Regions from separate parts of the Mus musculus genome. Here region 1 is linked to region 2. A link is a contact called in public HiChIP or PLAC-seq data. All regions are on one chromosome and are shown on one strand. Each heading gives the region's core, a stretch centred on a gene start, on an enhancer-like site or on the middle of the called end of the contact. The rest is flanking DNA. Distances are from core to core; before and after follow the strand shown. Region 1 overlaps Gm2447 (predicted gene 2447). Region 2 has its middle 3.9 kb from the start of Gm40047.

Evidence for each region. HiChIP or PLAC-seq counts read pairs in DNA pulled down with a chosen protein or histone mark.
Region 1: a RAD21 HiChIP or PLAC-seq map of pro-B cells shows a contact between it and region 2, with 3 times the contacts expected there. The contact joins two enhancer-like sites. A contact is called at or near these places in 1 of 39 promoter capture datasets (the C10 cell line), 2 of 15 datasets of contacts at CTCF or cohesin (large pre-B cells and pro-B cells), 18 of 484 Hi-C or Micro-C datasets (the 63-12 cell line, B cells, the C10 cell line and 14 more) and 3 of 115 datasets of contacts at active chromatin or transcription factors (large pre-B cells and regulatory T cells).

The regions. Positions count from the first base shown.
Region 1 is chr3:52,757,077-52,764,323 of GRCm38.p6, forward strand. All of the region lies in intron 1 of Gm2447 (predicted gene 2447), which reads left to right. Among named protein-coding and RNA genes, the nearest start is that of Gm2447, 21 kb to the left of the region's middle. Within about 2 kb of position 1,700, at least 10 of the 459 cell types and tissues checked have an H3K27ac peak or open chromatin away from gene starts, as enhancers often do. A contact at or near this core is called in the 63-12 cell line, B cells, cerebral cortex and 2 more, where this site is marked.
Region 2 is chr3:52,572,624-52,579,802 of GRCm38.p6, forward strand. No RefSeq gene overlaps it. Among named protein-coding and RNA genes, the nearest start is that of Gm40047, 3.9 kb to the right of the region's middle. Within about 2 kb of position 1,383, at least 26 of the 459 cell types and tissues checked have an H3K27ac peak or open chromatin away from gene starts, as enhancers often do. A contact at or near this core is called in the 63-12 cell line, B cells, cerebral cortex and 2 more, where this site is marked.

The sequences.
Region 1 (7,247 bases), core at 450-2,949, 180 kb after region 2:
AAAACCAGATTGCTGGCAAAGGTTACATTCTGTAGCGCATGCCGGGGTGGGGATGGCGGTGGGCAACAAACAGCAGAAACAATACTAAGTAGTACTTGGAAGGTAGTGTTGGTTTATAAAGTGTGGCATCATCCTTCTCTTTTGGTCATTGGAATAGCCCTGTTTTGGGGTTACTTGTGTTCTTGGGGTTCAGAGGAACAGAGCTCCAGTTTGTATCGGGGTCTCCTGAGTATGGGTTCTGTGTACTTTGTATGACAAAATCTTTGACGCTGTAGTCAGAGACCACTTGATCCTTGACCTCAGGACTATTTCATGACATTTCTAGTGTAGATTTTGTTATGCTTGGGGAAGTTTTAGTTTAAGCCTTCCCCCAAATAGAGAGACAGGACTGTTTGTTTTTGGACCCTGGATCCCGGGACAAGGGACTGAGGTGCATATATTACATATCAAAGCAGACCTGGCCTCTAGGTCCTCCAAGAATCTCTCAGTCCATACCTGGCATACCCTGCTCCCAACTTGAACTTTGCAGCCCACAGGTTGGGCTACCATTCTCCTAGAGGCTCCTCCCTATATTATCCAGACAGTTTGGCCTCCCTCCTCCTCTTCCACCTCCTCCTCCTCCTCCTCCCCCTCTTCCTCCTCCTCCCACTCCTTCTCCTCATTGTAGTCCTCCTCCTTCTCTCTCTGCCTCAGCCCTTTCTCTCTTTTTCTTCCCCTTCTCCATGGCGACTCCCCTGGCCTGTGAACTCTCAAGAGAGCAGCTTCTGTTTAATATATCTAATCTGGCTTGGATTGGCTCATTTTACCAGCAGAGAAATAACCCATCAAGGACATGCTGACTTAAATTATGTCCAAAGCATGGATCTTGTGATTCCTTTCCCAGATTTTATAAAAGAGGATTCACTCAGAATATTACTGAATGAAGTATGAGTTCTGTAGAGAGCTATTCATTCAGGATCTTCTAATCATGGATTCTAACAGTCATTTTATTCACTTCAATGTCATTGTCTTTTTCAGATGATATTTCATTTCAAAACCTGGGCTCACAGCCCCCTTCCACAGAACTCTGTGGTCTCTCTATCCTCCTCATTTTGTCTTGCTCCATGGAGGGAGGTTTGTTTTGTTTTGTTTTGTTTTGAACCCAACTACTTCCTCTTTGATTTGGTGGCAAATTGACTGTCTGAGTGAGTAGAATAATTACTTCCATGGCAATGGGTGAAGTTAGAGACAGGCCATTATGTGAGCATTACAGAGAGACAGGGGCTGAATTAAAAAAAAAAAAACAAATAAATAAATAAACCCCAAACCAGTAGCCTTAATAATGGCAGGATAGAGAGAGAAAATTACTGGCATTATAAATTGCTTTTTTTTTTTGGAAAAAAAACTTTATCTTCTAAAAGGCTGTGACAGTTGAAAAAAAAAATCTCTCTCCAGTTTTAATTGTGGATAATTTTGTGAAAGGAAAAACCTCTCTATGAAAAATGGTGTGATGAAATGTGTTTAGTTTGACTTTGGCAAAGCTCTATGTCACTCTGAATGACTGCTTCAAAACAGACACAAATAATATTTGCTATTACTTAAAAGTTTGTGATAATTTGCCTCCGAAGAAAAGGAAGAGATTGAGAATCAAAGGTTGGGCCCTGAGTCTAGCTCCTCCCTAAGGAAGTGTTGTGTACTGCCACCACGTGGAGAGCCAGATAAAGAGTCTAGCATGGCCTTGCCTATCTGGGACTGAGCTTCACCTCTTTGGAAGATGGACACACACCAGGAAGAGAGGCAAGAAGACTTCAGTGTTGCCAGAGCAACTGCTAGGAGACACCTTGGAGTTCAGATGTCACATCTCAACAGGGATGCAGGTCAGTGGTAGAACATGTGCCTAGCATGCACATGACTGTGTTCCCACCTCAGCACCAGCAAGAAAAATCACACGAGAACGCCACAGCTGAATCTCATTTACACCAACCTTTAGTATAATTTGAGCAAGCATTGCTTTCAAGTTCCACAACACGTTATAATTAAGCAATTAGAATGTAAGAAAGAAAGAAAGGAAATTTAATAGAACAGGCATTTCATGTGTATTTTAGCCCAACAGCAGGCAGTGGTATACTGGGGTGATTGATACACTTTAAATATTATTAAGCAGCTTCACGGGGGGCCTCAGCCAGCCAGTAGATAGCAGCTTCTGCACTGGTGTTTAAGACACATGGGCCCTCAACTTCTTTTTCTGGCTTTTCCAATGGCCAATGGAGAAACAAGACACACTGGCTCGGCAAGAACAAGAGACAGCACTGAAATCAGCATCTAAGAGTTCAGTATACTCTGGGACCATCAAATGTAGATGACTAACATATCTCTTCTGCCAGAAAGTTCTCAAGCCTTTGGGAAACCAAGGAAACCTGCAGCTTCCCTGTATGTAGGCTTCACTGTGCAGGAGGCAGCAGCACACACTCGGGGAAGGGCCCAGACCATAAAGGAGCTTGGGTTCCAAGGTCACTTTGCCTTCTACTAGCCATGACAGTTTGATCATTCACTGTGTTCCATTTTTCTCGTTTGAAATAAATTCTCATGGCAATCATATTACCTCCTTCAGGGAGCTTGTTTGAGGCTAAATGAGGCAGCTCCTAGGAGCAGAGCGGCATAGGAGGCAGTAAGTACCAGGCACAAATGTTTTGAAAGCTTAATGCTTAAGTTCACCAAGGGCTGAATCGCGATTGTTATTGATACCACTCATTTGCTCATTCTTTCATCGGACACACATTTGTTTAGCAGATAGTATGAGCCTAGCCGTGAGCAGCCAGCACGTACCTAAACCTGTCCAGCACAGCCCTTCCCATGCAGGAATGTAGACGTGCCGACAAAAAAGTTACAGCAACACGGGAAGCGCATAGGTGAACATTTCCATGATTATACATGTTTCATGCCTGGAGACGCTGGCATGTGATGGACAGCAGACATGGAAGGCGAAGAGGGTCCTCATGAGCCGCACTCAGGAGAGGAAGGAAGGCGTGTAAGTTAGGGGGAGGGGCTATGGAGGCCAAGGAGTCACGGAGGGCACTGGAGGGGCCACTGAACTGTTCAGTGTGTTCTATGGTCTTAATTTTCTTTAGCATGAAATATCCCCCCACCCCAAACAAAATATGATGGATAATCTCAGCATATGAAACAGATAAAAATATAATTTTATCCGGGGACATTTACTTTATAATTTCACGTTGGTGGCAGTTACAAAGTCAATCAGTGAGAACAATAAGCAGATATTAATTAATACACAATTAGTAGTTGTATATGATAAACTCAGCCTCATATATATACATATTTACATATATATATATACATATTCTAATTGGATGATATTGAAAATTCTCTGATTCATTCTGCATTGAAAAATGTACCTTTTTAAAGGAATTCAGTTTGTAATCTCTAAATATGCTTAATTGATATGGAAGTATAAATAGTAGTGAGCTTGTTTTATTTCCATTTTAAATCGTTATCCATCAGCACCATATTTTCTTTTTTTTTAATTAGGTATTTTCTTTATATACATTTCAAATGCTATCCTGAAAGTTCCCTATACCCTCCCCCCTTCCCTGCTCCCCTACCCACCCACTCCCACTTCTTGGCCCTGGCATTCCCCTGTACTGGGGCATATAGAGTTTGCAAGACCAAGGGGCCTCTCTTCCCAGTGATGGCCGACTAGGCCATCTTCTGCTACATATGCAGCTAGACATCAAGCTCTGGGGGTACTGGTTAGTTCATATTGTTGTTCCACCTATAGGGTTGCAGACCCCTTCAACTCCTTGGGTGCTTTCTCTAGCTTCTACATTGGGGGCCCTGTGTTCCATCTTATAAATAACTGTGAGCATCCATTTCTGTATTTGCCAGGCACTGGCATAGCCTCATACGAGACAGCTATAACAGGCTCCCTTCAGCAAAATCTTTCTGGCATATGCAATAGTGTCTGGGTTTGGTGCCTGATTATGGGATGGATCCCTGGGTGGGTTAGTCTCTGGATAGTCCATCCTTTCGTCTTAGCTCCAAACTTTGTCTCTGTAACTCCTTTCATGGGTATTTTGTTCCCTATTCTAAGGAGGAATGAAGTATCCACCCATTGGTCTTCCTTCTCCTTGATTTTCTTGTGTTTTGCAAACTATCTTCGGTGTTCTATGTTTCTGGGCTAATATCCACTTATCAGTGAGTGCATATCTAATGACTAAAGCTCAAATCTAAGTGGATCAAAGACCTCTGTATTTTTCTTATCATGTATATGAAAATTGAATGACAAAGCACTACGATCTTAGTCTCATTGCTAAAATGATCCATAACACAATATTCCTGAGGTGTGAGTTGCTCTGTCCCTCTCTGTAGATTAAGCTGTGGTAGGGCTGTGTTCTGAGGAGGTATGCCTGAGCTGGGCTTGGTCCACATGAAGAAGATGTCATAACCAGTCGGAACTGGTAGATTTACAAACAGCAATTTGCTTCTCACGATTCTATAGGCTGAGAAGTTTGTGATCAAGGAGTTTGCAGGTGTGTCTGGTGAGGGTTCAGTCTCTGCTTCCAGGATGGAACCTTTCTTCCTGTGCCCACCAGATGGGAAAAACGTCATGTCCTCACTTGATAAAAGAAGGGAACGACAAGCCAAGGAGACACTGGTCCTCCCAAACTCTTTCAAAAGGTTCCTGACCCCAGTTGTGTGTATGGGTCCCTTAATCATCTTTTAAATACCACCCCACCCTTAATAACATCACGATGGAGATGAAGAGCTAAAATAATTCACTCAGTCTGAAGTAGATTGTGATGCATGTTCTGAGGCCCAAAAAGTATTTTATACTGAGCAGATGGAATGAAGTAATTTGCTAAATTCTCAACAAATAGCAGATTTTTAAAAAGCCATTATTACTGTTTTTATTTACTACAAGTTTGTGTGAAAAAAAAAAAGCAGTAGCCCTAGACCCCCAAGCCATCCCTGAGTGTTGCCAGCCAACACCGTATTTTACTGACCTTCCTGTGTCTACTTTTCAGTTGGCTTGGTTGGGGCCTGTCACATAGCAGGCTTAGGAGACACTGTTGACTCAAGGACCTGGAATTGGGCATTTGTCGTGTGTGTGTGTGTGTGGGGGGGTAACTGAGGCTTCCACAGCTGTGAATACACCTCTGTGGGGAGTGTGTACAGAATGAGAGGGTCTGAGGAGCACACAGCTCCTCTCCTCAGCTCAAGTCTTCGGCCAGCTCTAGAGGCATCATAATGCGGTATGAACTTGTTTGGGAGGATTCCTGCCCGGGTCACTGACCCTCAGAGCTACTTGAGGTGGCACTGGATCCTGCTTCCCTTCATTTAGTGTGACAGCACACACAAGGTGGAGAGTGAGCAGGGTCACATGAAGGAACGCCTCTTGGAAGGGTATGACTGGGTGCACCCAGAGGCTCCGTGGTGATGTGCAACCACAGGTAGACACTTAGATGAGGGCACCTTTGGTCTGCTTCTCTGTTCCTTCCTCATCCTCATTTAGGTTCGAATCAGACCTTGGCTGGTTCCTCATGGTTCAGCCAAGACTTGGTCTCTCCTGTGTCAATCCGACTCATGATTCATGCCACCTCCTGGGACGGCCTCTCCCTGCAAGAGACAGTTGACTCTAAAGGATTATTGAGCTGGGAACCAGTTTGGCATGCGCTGAGGGCACTGGGACCTCTTCCTAGGTTGATGACTCGTATGTCTCAATGGAAACTTTCCTCATCTGGGAGTCATTAATTTGTTTTAACTCATAATTTAGAAGCTATTGGGTGTTGAAGACTTCCTCTCTCTCTCACACACAACCCTGAGATGCACTTGCTCATTTGCAAGCTGAAGCTCCTGAAGAGAATGCGAGGGGTGTCCACCCACGACCCTCTCCTGCTCTGTTACCACGTGGACAGACACACCTAATCCAAGCTTGTTGACAGGACAATCACTTTACCCTACCAACCTCTGGTGCCTGACTGTCGAGTATGATCTTAAAAATGTCAAGATAGTTTTTTACGTCTGGCAGACTGTGGGTGACTAGTTAAAGCGTTCCTCACAATTGGACATCTCACTGGCTCTCCAGCCAGCAACTCACAAGGAGTCCTCCAGAGTGGAGGCACATAGGTCTTGCTGGTCAGAGGAGGAAGCAATCTTCAGCAGGGTTGAATTTCCAGATGCTCTTAGCACTGGAACATCTTTCTGTTTCCGTGCTGACCTTGTGGGATTATAAAACAGAGGTACTAGCCGGGCGGCGGTGGCACACCAGAGCAAACCTCTTTTTTTCTGCTCGCCGATATTACCTGACATGCCCTCCCACACAGTACCTCCTAAGTCTGCATTTGCAGGTGTCACTGAATGTCTGTGTTTCCATCTATTCCTATGAAAACGTTTGCACGGCCATAAGTTCGAACTGTGATATGATCAAGCATTGCTTCCTCCTCTTTTGAGCCTCCCAGACGCTCGCCTTACATCCTAAGCCCACAAACCCTGCCTCCCTCCAGAAATTTCCATGTGATGTCTCCTGAGTGTGCACTGAAATTGCCACAGGACAGCCAGAGGACATCTGTCTAACTGTCTGCTCATTCCCGCCTGGAGTTCACAGAGGCCCAAACTAGATCAGGCCATTTGTAAGTCAGAATCAAATGTTGCTGAGTTTAACCCAATTACTCTCCACCACAAGAGAAAAATCCAGTTATTGCAGGCACTGGACCTCTATGAGGAAAGCAGGCTCACAGCCAGAGCCTTGTCGACACATGTCCAAGCTGTGAGGAGGGGTGTCAGTGCAGATGACAATGATTGGGACAGGCAAGCCAAGGCTCAGCTACTCAGTGTGCAGTGCTAGAAGCTCTGGCCACAACTGCACGCTGGCACCTCCCCTACAGAAGCTTGAAGAGAAGGTAGGGATAGCAGCTGGAAGGTTCAGAGCTGAAGTATGTATGACACAGCGAGGTGCCACAGCGACTTGATAAAAAAAAATATGAATTATTTACCAAATACTGGGGAGACGAAGACTAAGCAGAGACGACAGCCACTGCCAAGTGAGGAAAAGCAACCGTTTTCAAGAAAACCTTAAGAGGGATTTCTTCCCGTGGTTATCAAGTCTCCGTGACAAATGGGCTAACGGTAAATCTTCTGTTTACGTTTATGTCCTTTAACTGTGAGGGACCTCCGTTCAGGGATGTTCAATGATTCTGTTAGCCAGCCAGTGCTCAGCTCTGTTCTCAACCCCAGGAGACATGAACTCCAGT
Region 2 (7,179 bases), core at 133-2,632:
AGGCAAAGCATGGTGAAGTTTGGGGCTATACCATTTGGGCAAGTTTCCCACGCAGTTGTCAGCTGGCAATAGTCTTTCTATTCATCGTTAAGACCGTCTATGTGTGCTCTTTGGTGGAATTATCTTGCAACATCCCAGGCCTCCTGCCGGGACTCAGAGCACATTATTTTCTTATGCGGCACTTTTGTGTGACATAAGCAATTTAAAGGAAGAAGAGTTTATTTTGGGTAAGGATGTCAGAAGGTTCAGTCTACCATGGCAGGAACAGCTCACATTAGAGTAGAGAGGAAGTGGAGTGGAGTGGTGCAGGAAGATGTGAGTACAAGAAAAAGTCCTTCTACCTTTTACCACCTCCCCAGTGACTTCGTTCATCATCCAGTTGGTCAATAGAATAACCCATTTATTAGGTCAGAGCTCCCAATAATTTAATTATATTTGGGAGTCTCTCTCTCTCTCTCTCTCTCTCTCTCTCTCTCTCTCTCTCTCTCTCTCTCTCACACACACACACACACACACACACACACACACACACAGATAAGCTTCAATAATTCTGAGGGTGAGTTGTAATCTAATCTAGCTGACAGTCAGAATTAACCACCCCATCTGGCTCACTCCTGAGCCTCAGACAATGTTAGGCAAGCATAAAGAATGAACGGCAGCAGGTCTCGAGGCGTGTTCTGCATACATTTTCTTCTTCAGGATGTTAGCAGATGCTCATCAAGCAGGGAACAGGGTGCCCACTCTCTTACATAATGAGGCTGGACCTCTTTGCTCCTCGGAAATGTTCAATGTCCACTTTCTGCCTTCTGAACAGGAGCCTAGACGTTCTGGGTCTCCAGCCCTGAATATTACTTTGTATTTCCATTCCATTTCTGCTTCACTGTGATGCTTATTTTGGTGTTCTTGAGATGGACTATGTCTTTTCTTATTTATCCTTTGTTGTGAGGCAAGGCCTTGCTATATGTAGCCAAGGCTGGCCTGGAATTCTGGATGCTCCTGCTTCAGTCTTCCCATTGATGTGACTGTCAATGTCTACCACTGTACACTCTCTGTACACACTGTACAATGTCTACCACTCTTTTAAATTTTTCTTGATATATGTTTTACCTCTTATTGATGGGCATGTGTGCGTGGTACAGAGAACCATGCCCAAGTGAGCTCTTTGGACCACGTGTCCTAGGTCAAGTTTTGTACTGCAGAATGTTAGGGAGCTCTGTGTTCTGTGACTATCAAGAGTAGACTAGCCAGTGTCCTGCTTCCCTAATTCCTGAGGCTGAGGGCTCAGCTTGTTTGCTGCTTCTGCTTCTCGGTCTGTGAGACTCCCTTTGGAATGGGTGCCAGCGAGCCTGGAAGTGATGGGGAGGCCCCTTTAGAAGAACTAAAAGTTATTTGGGTTGCGTGGGAGGTGCGACAGCTGCTTTAGGAGGTCCTCACAGCTGAGCGTTCAAGGGATGATAGGTGTTTCTGGAAACAGGGAACGACTTCATTTCTGCTGTGCTAGAGCACTCTGAGGGGCTTGCCAAAAATCTCTTCTAAAAATGTGACTGTTAAGAACTTAATTTTCTTGGGTTGGAGAGATGACTGAGCAGTTAAAAGTATTTGTTGTTCTTCCAGAGGTCCTGAGTCCCTCAGGAAGATTCCATAAGGGTGAGGGTTATCCAGGGGATAGACAAACCTTGACAATAGGGACACTTATAGTAGATGACAAGAAGGAATCTAGACAGAGATAGGTCTTGGCAAAGGATAGAAGGGTTGGCCTTGTATAAGGAGAATTTTTTTTTTTAAAAACTAGACTTGGGATCATGGGTGCTGGTATTAGGAAGACACAACTTTCCATGGCTGTCAGAACACACCTGCCCTCGGGAGTCTGGGATGCATCCAACCTCCGCTGGCTAAGGACTGCAAGAGAGTCTGGCTCAAGTCTCGCCTGGATGTAGAGGTCAAAGACCTCACTCCGGAGAGAGAAAGGATTGCATGCAGGCAAAGAGTAACTCTGGGCTCCCAGCTATGCACATATTGGATAGCCATAAATAGCCTTGATCCGCACTTGAACTTGTCTGCCTAGAACTTGTTCTTCATTCTGTTCTCTACTCAAAAGTCACTTCCCCGTGGACTAGCCTGGGGCTATTCCTTCTTGCCTCTTGATGCCAGATGAAGAACAACATGAGCACTTGTTGCCTGCCTGTCCTCTCCGGACAACGAGTTCAGGGAGGATGGGGCTGCCTCTTTCTGACCCTTCTCTGTCACCATGTAGTCTCTCCCACTTCCATTAAGGAACAGCCTTGTCTGTTGGAAGAATGAGTAAATGAGCCTCAGCAAAGACCTTCAAGACTTCAGCCAGCTGACTAGAAACTGTGACTTCTGCAAGTTCAAAAACTCTCTGCAGTTTTAAGCTCGTCTCTTGATCTCAGTCAAAATAAAAGGGTTGTAGAGATGAAAAAAAGTGATATGGGAATATTCAAAAAGCAGATCAGCACCCCCATGCCATTTGGGGCTGGCTGTACTGCAAACATGAAATGCACTTTGAACATGGTCATCTGATGAAGCTGACAGAAGGGAGGCATCGAGCTATGCTCCCTGCAATATCACCCTTGAGCATATATGCTTGCCTGCTGCCTAGGATTCTGCCAGTCTAGCTATGCTCAGGTGGAGGTGATGGTAATGATGCAGGTGACTGTGCCATTACATCTTCGAGGAACGATCTCCTTGATACGGTGGCAGCAGAGCACGTCAAAGTGAATGCAGAATTCAGGTCGGCTAGGAGCAGTCGCTATGCTGGGAGAGTTCTTTGTTTCTCTCTGGCATGTGGGTGCACAGCCTTTGATGTTAGAATTTTGGCTCATTAATAACTAATTTACATTTCCCAGACAGCAAATTGTGATCTGACACAAATTTATAAAAGAACTCCAAATGGTGAAACTCTTTTATACAATGAATCCTTTGTGGGCTTTCCTCCCTCCTTCCCTCTCCCTCTCCCTCCCTCTCTCTCTCTCTCTCTCTCTCTCTCTCTCTTTCTTTCTAACTTAAGGAGTTTGTGATTAAAATTTTAATGCAATCATTGAAGTCTCCCGGGCTACTTGAAAATAAAGTACCATCGTATTTCCTCATTCTCAGAGATCATGACAACTGGCTGTTCCCCAGTAGATGCTGTAAATGTTACAACTGCTTTTTCATCTGCTCTGAGCCTCAGATAAAATAGGATGTCCTCAGAGAGCCAGAGGGATGGCCCAGTAGAGAGGCTAGAGGCAGTGACAAACAGTGATGGAACTTTGTTCTTTGACTTTGGTGATCTGCAGGTTACGAGATCAGTAGATTCCATTTTGTATAAGATTTTTCCTTGGCTATTGGGACTCCCAGGGGTAATCCTCACCATTCTGGATGCCTAAAGCCAAACCATGAATTACTCTAAAAAGCACAGATAGGCAGTTACCAACCCTATTGGTGACCTTCTGGAAGGCCAGTTGAAAATCATGATGAAAAGCATGATGGGCTTTTGATGGCTAACTATCGACTTGATATAACCTAGGATCACCTGGGAAGAGGGTATCAATGAGGAAGTGTATAGATTTGGTTGGCTGTGGGTATGTAGGGATTGACTTAACTGCAGGCATTAATGTAAGAAGATCCATCCCACTGTTGGCAGCACCAATTCCCTAGGCAGGGGATCCCGAATAGTATAAGAAAGAAGAAAGTTAGCTAAGAGAAAGCAAGTAGGTAAGGATCTATGAGTTTAGTCTCTTTCCACTCTTAACTGTGAGCATGATACTTTAACTGCCTGCACAGATGTCCCCAGAACAATTGATTACGGTAACCTGGAATTGTGAACCAAATAAGTCCCCTTTTCTCCAAGTTGCTTTTTATCACAATAGCAGAAGTGTAGTATGAATTTTCCATATTTTACTCCGTGTTTCTTTGGGCCATATGGTGGCCAAGAAGAGTCACAAACTGGCTGTTGGAAGACAAAGTTAAGTCTACCTCTGTCCCCCTCTGTCTTCCCCTGTTCAGCTCCTGTTCTATGGTTCCCAGTCATTAGTCTTTGAGAAAGGCTTTGTCTCCCAGTGTGTTGGTGACTCACTGATCCCTGGGGCAAGCAGGGCAAGGCTCCCCTTTGTGCCAGAATAAGAAAGTGCCACGTGTGTATAGCCACCTGGAAATACCTTTCCCCAAAGACAAAAGGAGTTCTGTGTGTGAATAGAAAGGAGGCAGAACCGAAAAGTGGATCAGTCAACTGGCTGTGGGCAGGGCGGTGGGGTGGAGCTATGGAACAAGACAAGAAGTAGCTCAGTGGTTGTGTCACTTCTGGCAAAGGACTTGGTTTTTCTGAACGACTCTTGTAGAAATAGTATAGGCAGCAGTCATAGGTTTGTTGTGCAACAGAAATAGCCAGGATGGAAAGGTCTTTAGGCTGGCATCACTTGAGGTCAGCTTGTAAATGATCAACACAGCAGGAACCAAGTTGATGACATGCGGGGGAGCAAGGAGCCACTGGTTCCTTATATTGTTTTAATAACAGAAAGAATGCATTAGACATTCCAGGCAAGATTTCCACCTGGATGCAGTCCCAGATTTGAATTCATCTGTACGTGCCTTTGGAAAGAAGCCTTTCACAAGGAGGCTCTTTTTCTCTCCCAACTTCTTCCTTGCCACTGAAGGAACCTGGGGGTTGTCCTCCCAGCTTTGGTTGTAACAAGCAAGAAATCAGAGAGCCTGCTCCAGAGAGTGTAGTTCTGTAGAAAGCTAAGAAAATATCGTTTCCTTTTGAGATGGTCTTTAATTCAAGCAAAGAAGTGTATCCCAAGAAGGACATGAGCCATGCCTGGCTTGGGTGTGTGGGCTGGGACCAGAGAGATCGGATTGGCTCGTTCTTCCTCTGAAGACCACTTTGTGAGTCACAAGGGATGAAGAAATCACTCTGTGTGTGTCTTGATCATAACGAGGCTCTATAACATTTTGGGTATTTAAGAATGAACACCACTGTCATGCTTACTAGTTTGATTCTCTTGTGTCCTGAGGTGTTTAAGAGACACCTATGTGTTTGTGTGTGTGTGTGTGCACACATGTGTGTGTGTGTAGGTGTCCCGTGCAGGTATATGCACATAACTGCATTTACACATGGAAGCCAGATGTCAACTTTGGGTGTCATTCTTCAGGAATCACCCACCTTATTTTTTTGAGACAGAATCTCTTACTGGGTCCTAGTGCCTGCCCATCAGACTAGGCTAGCTATTTTAATCGGAAATCTCATATCTTCTGTCATTTCATTGGCTTTAGCTCTATCTTTGAGCCTTAGGTAGTGGCCTAAGTATGGATGGATGACTGTTGATACAAGTAAGGACCCAGGAGGTGCTGTGATAATTACAAGTGAACATAATGGCAAGGGAAAACTTGTGTCTGCGCATATCTGCTTTTTCCTTGACCGCTGGTCTTAGTTTCCAGAAGGACTTGGGCCACAGGAAGGCTTTGAAATAGTGTCGGTGAATGGTATATATAGCAGTTGTGACTTGTCAGAAATGTTCACACAGCAAGATTAAAGACAAAAAAATCTGGTGACATGGTGGTGAAAGAAAATCCTCTGAGTGACAACTAAAGCCACCACATGCATTGGGCTTCATCAAGGGACTGGTATGTCCAGGCCTAGATGTCATATGTCAAGTTGTGTGGGTCTTTTGCTTAGAGCTGGCTGGAAGTTGGTTACCTGAAGTCACCACACAGCTTCAGAGGGACCCCATGCCACACCTCCACCTAGTTTCCTAAGTCTGCTGGAGGTCAAGGCTTCATTTCAGGTCTTGGTGTTTCCAGGATGCTTATGGACTCTTTAGACCTGGTTTAGGTGGAGCTCAGTAGAGAATTCTTGTCTGTGATCTTTGGAAACATGGGGCTGTGGCAGACCAGGGTTTCCAGTTTGGAATTTGCTGTGCCCTTATAACTTGAAAGTGTTTTTAATTCCATTCAACTCCTTTCCTTGGGCATGTGATCCACCTGGGTAGCTCCTGTTAGCATCAGTCTTACACCTATCTGGGGTCCTGGTGCTCTCTGCTTAGTGCTTGGGCATTGCTGTATGCCCATTCTGAGAGACCATGGTCTAGTTCCCACGTCACCATTGAGCCCTCTGTGACTTGAAGTGGGTTCCCTCAGAGTTACCTTCTCATCGCTTCTTTCTCTGATGTGAAATTCAGGTAAATGACTAGGACATTCTTTGATTTGGTGCTTTTAAAACAAATCTGCACAGTCATTAAGAAATGAAGGCTTGTGTTGTGTGGAGTGGGTCTTATCTATTATCAGCGATGGTTACTTCTATAGAACTGTGTTAGTTGTTTCTCTCGAGTCTTGACAGCCTGTGTGAGAGCCATTGGAGCTCTCCTTTATCCTGCCTCTATTTAGAGCTGCGATTTGGTAAAGCAAACTCAAAGAATGCATAGGAGAGGCTTCCCGGAAGACTTCAGTTTCATCTTGGAAAGGGCATTTCTTCTTGTTTTTGTTATTACACGATGTATAGTGTCAATTCTGAAAGAAGGTTTCTGAGAAAGTCTAGAAGATATTTATAATGATTTCTGAATAGATATGCTTCTCTATGCAGCCATTCTGGTAGATATTCCTGAGTACCTCATGTATGGTGAGGAACAGATTGGACTAATGGAAAGATGCCTAATTGGAAGTCACAGGCTCTGGATTTGGAAGACAATATGGTGTAAAAAAAAAAAAAAAGAGTGTGGGCTTCAGACCCAGATACCAAGAAAGAAATCTTAGCTCAGTAGCCATATGACTGGACCAGCTTTGGTTCTCTTGGCTATGAAGTGAGGCTGTGGCTACCTCACTGCGTGGTCGTAGAGGTTAAGGGAGGTCACATTGATGCTGATGCTTTCTAGATTGGTATCTGGGATAACCCATCTCCTGAATTTCAGACCAACATTTTCACTAGATGACTGTGTGTCCTTTCTGCTCAACATGTTTTAAGCTATAGTTATCTTTTCTACCAGTCACCCTGGGGTGGTGTCCTTCCTCCTACACATCTGCTGTAGTGAAGGCTTTCATCAGACTCCATTGTCTAAACCAGAACCAGATACCTGCAGTCACCCTCACATTGATCTCTGTGTTTCAACCTGGAATCTCCTACCAATCTTTTGAATTCTGCTTTCCCAGATATTATCATTCTGGTTTTCGTCTTTTCCATCTGAGGCC